Linked DNA regions of Sus scrofa: region 2 is linked to region 1. The links are chromatin contacts, called in public Hi-C maps. All regions are on one chromosome and are shown on one strand. The core of a region is the stretch at or near the end of the contact, and the rest is flanking DNA. Distances in the headings are between cores, read along the strand shown. Region 1 holds the start of WDR60 (WD repeat-containing protein 60). Region 2 holds the start of NCAPG2 (condensin-2 complex subunit G2).

Region 1 (3,709 bases), core at 667-3,166:
GGAAGTTGGCATGCTTCAAATGGAGGGCAGCCAGGGCACTAACTTTCTTTCTTTTTTTTTTTTGTCTTTTTGCCTTTTCTAGGGCCGCTCCTGCGGCATATGGAGGTTCCCAGGCTAGGGGTCCAATCGGAGCTGTAGCCACCGGCCTACACCACAGCTCACGGCAACGCCGGATCCTTCACCCACTGAGCAAGGCCAGGGATCGAACCCTCAACCTCATGGTTCCTAGGCGGATGCGTTAACCCCTGTGCCACGACGGGAACTCCAAAAGGCACTAACTTTCTAATCGACGTTATTAACATCATAAAAGCGAATGATAGAGGAAAAAAATAGGAAGATAGGATGAAAAATACGCAAACAAAATTTCTCATTTGTTAGCGGGAATCCAGACAGCAGAAGAACGACAAATAAGTTACTGAGTTAATAACACAGCTCTGGGCACTTTTATGTATTGAACTTCATCCAGTCCCACTCGTACCGTCCCATTTTATTCGGTAAGAAATAAGACACGTCGGTAACTTTGCCACGGTAGCACCGCGCAGCTAGAACTCTAGCCCCGGGCCTGGGGCGCCCTCCGACGGCGAGGAAGGGGCGGTACTGGCGGGCACGAGCCTCCCCGCGCGGTGTCCGCACGCACCCACCTTTCCCGGCTCCATCGCCGCCTGCAGGCCCGGGCGGCCGCGCTGCCCTCGGCCCGGCCAGGCTCCGGAAAGAGACCGCCGGACGCCCGCACCCTCCTCCCAGCAGGCGTCCCGCCTCCTAGCAACCGGCAGGCGGGGCAACGGAACTCTTGCGACCGCCCGCCCCGCGGGCCCCGCGGCCGTCCCCGCTGCGCCTGCGCCTCCCCGCCTCCTAGCAACCGACAGGCGGGGCAGCGGAGCGCCGAGCACCACCGGCCCGGCGTGCCCCGAGGCCGCCCCCACTGCGCCTGCCCGTCCTCGCCTCCTAGAAACCGGCAGACCAGAGCAGAGGAGCGCCGAGTGACCACCGATTGGGATCTGCTCCCTGCCCAGAGGGAGGGGTCTCGGAAGAAGGCAGTTCCGGCCGGACTCCCGCCCTCCAGCCGGGTGGGATATTTGGTTCGAGGGCTGGGTTCTTCCGCCCGGTCGGAGGCCCAAAGGCCTGCGAGGCGGGTCCGCCGGCAGGACCGGAGCTGCAAAGGGGAAACAGGCACGGCTGCAAGGGCCGGCGGCTCCTCAACCTGCCAAAGTGCCTTTGGAAGAGGGAGCTGAGCTCAGACTTCGGGCAGGCAGCTTAGGGAGCTTTCCCTGTGCCGTCGTTTGATGGGACACACTCTGCAGGATTGGCAGGAATCGAAAAGTTTTTGAAAACGCAATCTTTGAAAGACTCAGTTTTTATACAGAGCAAGAGACGAGAGGCCATAGACGCCTCAAGGGACAGAAGAAGCGTTCACAACTGTAAACTCTGTCCCATGCCCGCGCGACAACCTGTCATTTCAGGGCCGCATTTTCCCAAACAGGACCGCAAAGGGGCTGCCTCACATTCCGCTGAGATGCAGAATGTGTCTTAATAAAGTATTAAGTATTAATACACATTGCAGCATGCGTGTGCCTGACCTGACTTCATACTGTGGCTGAGGTCTTGAACCTCACAGACAACGACCTGAAGCTTTTCCAGCAACAGCTGTCTTCTCGGCCAACAGAGTGACACAGAGAATAAACTTTGGCATCAGACTACCCACCAACCTAACTGTGAGTTTAGTATTAAGACACATTCTGCATCTCAGGTTTATTTTACCCCAACTGTTTTATTTGACGCTTAAAGTAAAAGCCAAACTTAAATATGCAGGACTGGAGAAGTGTGGGTCCCACTCCAGGGATGCACGTTAAAACTGACATTTACCTCTGGTTCTGCAAACTGTTTCGTGTTTGTTTAGTCTGCAAATGTTGCTTAGAAAAGATTCCACTTACCGTTGAGAGAGAGAAAGAAGGTGTTCAGATCCTGTGCTAAGACATATGGGTGAGTGTATCATTAGGGGGGTCTGTGTTTTTTTTCGTTTTGGGCTTGGTTTTGTTTTGTTTTGTTTCTTGGCCCCGCCCCAGGCTGTGGCAGTTCCTCAGGCCAGGAATGGAACTGGCGCCACAGCAACGAGGAAGCTGTTGTGACAACAGGGCTCCTTAACCTGCTTTGCCACAAGGGAATTCCTGGGGTCTGTGCTTTTGACATCATGGTTTTCCTCTAGACACACAATTTATTTTCCAGACATTGTGTTTTTGAGTCATGTGCGATTAGGAGCCAGTTTACAGTTTATGGATCTGTCTACTTTGTGCTGAATATAAAAGTCATTTCCTCAGCTCCTTGCCTTAGAGAAATTAATCAAGATCCAATCAGCCTTTTTTTTTTTTAAATAATGATTAGCACTTTATTTTATTTATTTATTTTTGACTATTTGTCTTTTCTAGGGCCACACCCGGAGCATATGGGGGTTCCTAGCCTAGGGGTCTAATGGGAGCTGTAGCTGCTGGCCTATGCCACAGCCACAGCCACGTGGCATCTGAGCCTCATCTTCGACCTACACCACAGCCCACGGCAACGCCGGATCCTTCACCGACGGAGTGAGGCCAGGGATCGAACCCGCAACCTCATGGTTCCTAGTTGGATTCGTTAACCACTGCACCACAACGGGAACTCCCAATCAGCCTTGTATATTTAACTGTGCTCTGGTTTCGGACGTTCCACCACCACCGTTTTCATTTTCACTCAGCAGCACTTGGGAAGAACGGTACTGGCAAAGGAGCACAGCAAGGTCATTGCAGTGATAGCTAGGATTCAGTGAGGGACTGCCCCCAAAGAGGTACCCAACGGAAACCTACTTGGCAATTCACTTAATTCTCATAGCGTCCCTTGGAGATGGATATGCTCCTGTTTTTCAGATGAGAAGTCTGAGGACCAGACAGATTAGCCCAGTTGCCTAAACTCACAGTTAGGTTGGTGGGTAGTCTGATGCCAAAGTTTATTCTCTGTGTCACTCTGTTGGCCGAGAAGACAGCTGTTGCTGGAAAAGCTTCAGGTCGTTGTCTGTGAGGTTCAAGACCTCAGCCACAGTATGAAGTCAGGTCAGGCACACGCATGCTGCAAGAACGACCTGGGCTTGGCCCTTGAACCCTGCCCTCTCCCCTCCCAAGTGCCCATCCCAAATTCCTGTCAAGATCATTGTGTCTTGACTGTTTGGCTTTCCACTCCAGCTGCTACCAATCCATCGTCCACCGCAGCCAGCAGTCCAGCAGGTGACTCCCCTCATGCCCTGCTCTGTCTCCCCGAGGCTCACACCAGGTGCCCTCGTTCACCAAACAGAATGATGTGATTTCGAATCTCCCCAAAACACCATATTCACAGAGCTCTGCAAATGCTGTCTCCTCTTTCTCACCATCCCCACCGTATTTGCCGAATAAATGTCAATAGAGGAAGTTAAACAATATTTCCTCAAACTTTTTTTTTTTTTTTTTTTGGTCTCTTGAGCGCCACACCTGCGTGCGACCCCCAGTCTAGGGGTCGAATCAGAGCTGTAGCTGCCAGCCTACACCACGGCCACAGCAACACAGGATCTGAGCCGTGCCTTCGACCTACACCAAAGCTCACAGCAACACCGGATTCTTAACGCACTGAGCAAGGCCAGGGATGGAACCTGCGTCCTCATGGATGCTAGTCAGGTCCATTAACCGCTGAGCCACAACGGGAACGCCTCAGA
Region 2 (3,709 bases), core at 467-2,966, 98 kb after region 1:
ATTCTGAGTTGGCTGATTGGCTTAACATTAAAGCCTGGATTTACTGATTGGATTGGTTAGAAGTTGCCGTAAACTGGGTAAGTTAAATCCGAAGATTTCCAAGATGTGGGGAGAACATATAAAGCAAGCAATAAAAGCTTTTATTAAAAAAAAATTGTCTTGGAGTTCCCGTCGTGGCGCAGTGGTTAACGAATCCGACTAGGAACCATGAGGTTGCGGGTTCGGTCCCTGCCCTTGCTCAGTGGGTTAACGATAGGGCGTTGCCGTGAGCTGTGGTGTAGGTTGCAGACGCGGCTCGGATCCTGCGTTTGCTGTGGCTCTGGCGTAGGCCGGTGGCTACAGCTCCGATTAGACCCCTAGCCTGGGAACCTCCATATGCTGCGGAAGCGGCCCAAAGAAATAGCAAAAAGACAAAATAAATAAAAATATCCTGTGAACAGTAAAGCGGCCCAAAGAAATAGCAAAAAAAAAAAAAAAATTGACAAACCTGTCTTTAAAAGTAACTGATATAATTAATACTAATTCAGTGTATCTGGGTAAAGTTTTTTGGAAACTGAGAAAGAAAATGATTTCAAGTGACTGGATACAAATTCTTTTTGAAATTCAAGTGGTTTCCAAATCTTTGCTTTTAGCAAAAATTGAAGGAAAGCCTGATTAAGTTATTAGCTGACACAAGTTAGATAGAAAGAAATTGGTGATAGATCAATATACGGTTTTTGGCTTTTAACAAAAATTCGTGGAGTTCTCGTGGCTCATCGGAAACTATTCCGACTAGTATCATTGAGGATGTGGTTTGATCCTTGGCCCCGTTTAGTGGGTTAAGGATCCAGCATTGCTGTGAGCTGTGGTGGAGGTCACAGGCCCGGCTCGGATCCCATGTTGCTGTGGCTGTGGCATAGGCTGGCAGCTGTAGCTCCAATTTGACCCCTAGCTTGGTAACTTCCACATACAGCAGGTGCAACCCTAAAAAGCAAAAACAAACAAACAAAAAAATTCGTTCAAAGAATTGGGTACATTACTACTAATTTTTTTAATTTGTCTCCTTTTTTATGAGCAAGTTATTTTTCAGTATTTACATCTATAAACAAAAAATCAAAATAGAATATTCTTAGAGACATAAATTGAAAAAAATAGTCCTAACCATACCATTAAGAGGTGTGTCTCAACGAAATTTTAGGTTAATATTTAATAGGTACTTATCAAAACATATAATCAATGTATATAGCTTTGATCTATTTGTATCCTTAATAAATGAAGCTTGTAAACCTAGAGCATTTTGGTCACATGATTAAATATATATATATATATATATATATATATATATATATATATATATATAGCTACAGACATGGTCCATAGACGCTGCATAGCAAAAATAGATTCTACTTTAGGACGGAGTGTGGGAAACGTGGAATGGACATACGGGTTTAAGACCTGGTATCCAACTGCTAAGTAGCCATCCTTCACTGGCTATATATATAAAGGGTGATGTCACAGTTTTATTTTGAGTCAGTCTTTATGTCAGCAGTTGCGTCCACTTCTCGCATTTAAACCAATAACGAGACATGTTGACGTCGGACAAAAAAATACCAGGATCCGAGCACCAGTGGAAGAGGCGGGGTCCAGGCGCCCGGTAGGGGCGCGGCGGCCTTGGGGCGGGGCCACGGCGGCGCGCCCTCCCCCCGAGGGCCCCGCCCAGCGTGCCCAGCTCTCGCGAGATCGGCGCGTAGTGACGCGCGGGCGGGCGGGGCGCGTCGAGGGCGCCGGCGGGCGGGTTTGAATCTGGTCCGAGCGCGGGAAACGGCGGGTCCTGGGGATGAGGTGAGCGCCGCGGAGCTGGCCCACGAAGGGCTGGGGGTAGGGGGCCGGGAAACGGCGGGGTGGGGCGATTTGGGCCCCCAGCACCACAGCGTCCGCATGGGCCGCGATCGAACTCCCGTCCGGCTGGCGGCTCTGAGGCGCCCGAGAGAGTCCCACGCGCGGCCCCTTCCCTCCCGGACTGAGTTCAGAGGACCCCCAGCCTGGACTGGGGGCTGACTGCGGACAGAGCGCCCCAACCCGAGCCCTAAACTGGGGATGACTTCACACAGGACCCCCTGAGCCCTGGGCCTGGGACCTCAGACAGTACCCCTCAGCTCTGGACCTGGGGCTCACCCCAGACAGGACCTCCTGAGCCCTGGACCTGGGACGGACTCCACATGGGACCCCCCTGAGCCCTGGACCTGGGACTGACCCCCGGACAGGACCCCCTGAGCCCTGGACCTGGGACTGACTCCAGACGGGACCTCCTGAGCCCCTGGCCTGGGGCCAACTCCAGACGGGACCCCCTGAGCCCTGGACGTGGGACTGACCCCCAGACAGGACCCCCCTGAGCCTTGGGCCTGGGATGGACTCCGGACAGGACCCCCTTAGACCGGGACTGACCTCAGACAGGACCTCCTGAACCCGGGGCTGACCCGGGTCAGGACCTCCTGAGCCCTGGACCTGAGACGGACCCCTGACAGTGCCAGTAATTTTCCATATTGTTCTACTTATAACTGCAGGCTTTCACTTATTTTTAAAGTAAGTGTCCTGTTATGTATGTTCCTTCTTTTTGCTCTTACTTCGTCTTCGGGTTGATGTCTCTCAAATCGGGGACTGCTAACACTAGGTACTGTAAGTGGAAAATAGGATTTGTCAGGGGAACACAGGCAGGGAAGGAGGTTACACAAAGGCCCTGAGCTCTGGTCCCACAGGGTGGGGGGCTGTGCTCTGGCTGGCACAACTAACAAGCTCCCAGGTGACCCCAGGGCCACACCCTGCAGAACAGGGCAGCTGTGACACGGATTTTGTTGTTGGAGGAATGGTGCTTTAAGAAGTGAGGGTCTCCAGGATAGAGCAGCTGGGCCTCACTGCTCCCTTTGTTGAGCTGACTCAGACCTGCAAGGAGCATCTTGAGAAGGTGCTAAAAGGGGAGAGAAGGTGAGCCTCCCAGAGCTGTTTGGGTTTCTCTTTTCTTGGATGGTAACTTCCGTAACAACTGATGATAATAACATAATGTCATGTTGGTACTATTCTTAGTGAAGAAAATAAGGAAGTTACCTTTTTAGATATTATAACTTGTTTATGTCGGAGTATTGTTGGAATATTGTTAGCAAGAGTCTACCGTAGACGGCACAGGGGTTTTCTTGCAGTTTCCTACAAATTACATCTTGGAGGAAAAGGTATTTGCAAACGTAAGCTTCAGTATGACTGTGTTTTCTACTAGGGCTGCAGAATAAATGTCTCAGGAAAGACAGTGTGGTCTGCCATGGAAAAACGGGAGACGTTTGTACAAGCAGTGTCTAAGGAGCTGATTGGAGAATTTTTGCAGTTCATTCAACTTAATGTAAGTGTTATGTTTGGCTTCATTGTGATTTTTGACTGTTAATGTAAGACATTTTTCTAAAGTCACCATGTCCACAGGTGAAATACAGTTATCTCACTGAATCCTTGGGGACCAAGATTTTTTTGAAAAAATAAAACAGGACTGTACGCAAATTGACCTGCTGATGGGCAACTACTCAGAAATGCCATTTCCTACTTTCTTTTTTAAGAGAGTTGTAAGGATGCTGGTGGGATGTAGCGTGCTTCTCATTTGTTTAAATATTTATTGACCTCTTGCTTCGTGTGTGTGGCGTGGTGAGGTAGTCATCCTTTTTTTCCCCTCAGGTTATTTACAGTGTTGTGG

What was found. Hi-C and Micro-C count contacts between places; a contact is called where the count stands out from the background.
Region 2: a Hi-C map of skeletal muscle shows a contact between it and region 1, with 5 times the contacts expected there. The contact joins the promoter of NCAPG2 here to the promoter of WDR60 in region 1. A contact is called at or near these places in 3 of 5 promoter capture datasets (fetal liver, fetal skeletal muscle and liver), 12 of 47 Hi-C or Micro-C datasets (alveolar macrophages, blood, embryonic fibroblasts and 6 more) and 2 of 2 datasets of contacts at active chromatin or transcription factors (alveolar macrophages and skeletal muscle).

Annotation. Positions count from the first base shown.
Region 1 is chr18:553,226-556,934 of Sscrofa11.1, forward strand. It overlaps WDR60 (WD repeat-containing protein 60), which reads right to left and starts at 1,917. Exons shown (of 24, transcript XM_021079024.1): 1 at 642-1,917. The coding sequence starts at 656.
Region 2 is chr18:651,466-655,174 of Sscrofa11.1, forward strand. It overlaps NCAPG2 (condensin-2 complex subunit G2), which reads left to right and starts at 1,717. Exons shown (of 28, transcript XR_002340267.1): 1 at 1,717-1,821; 2 at 3,248-3,367.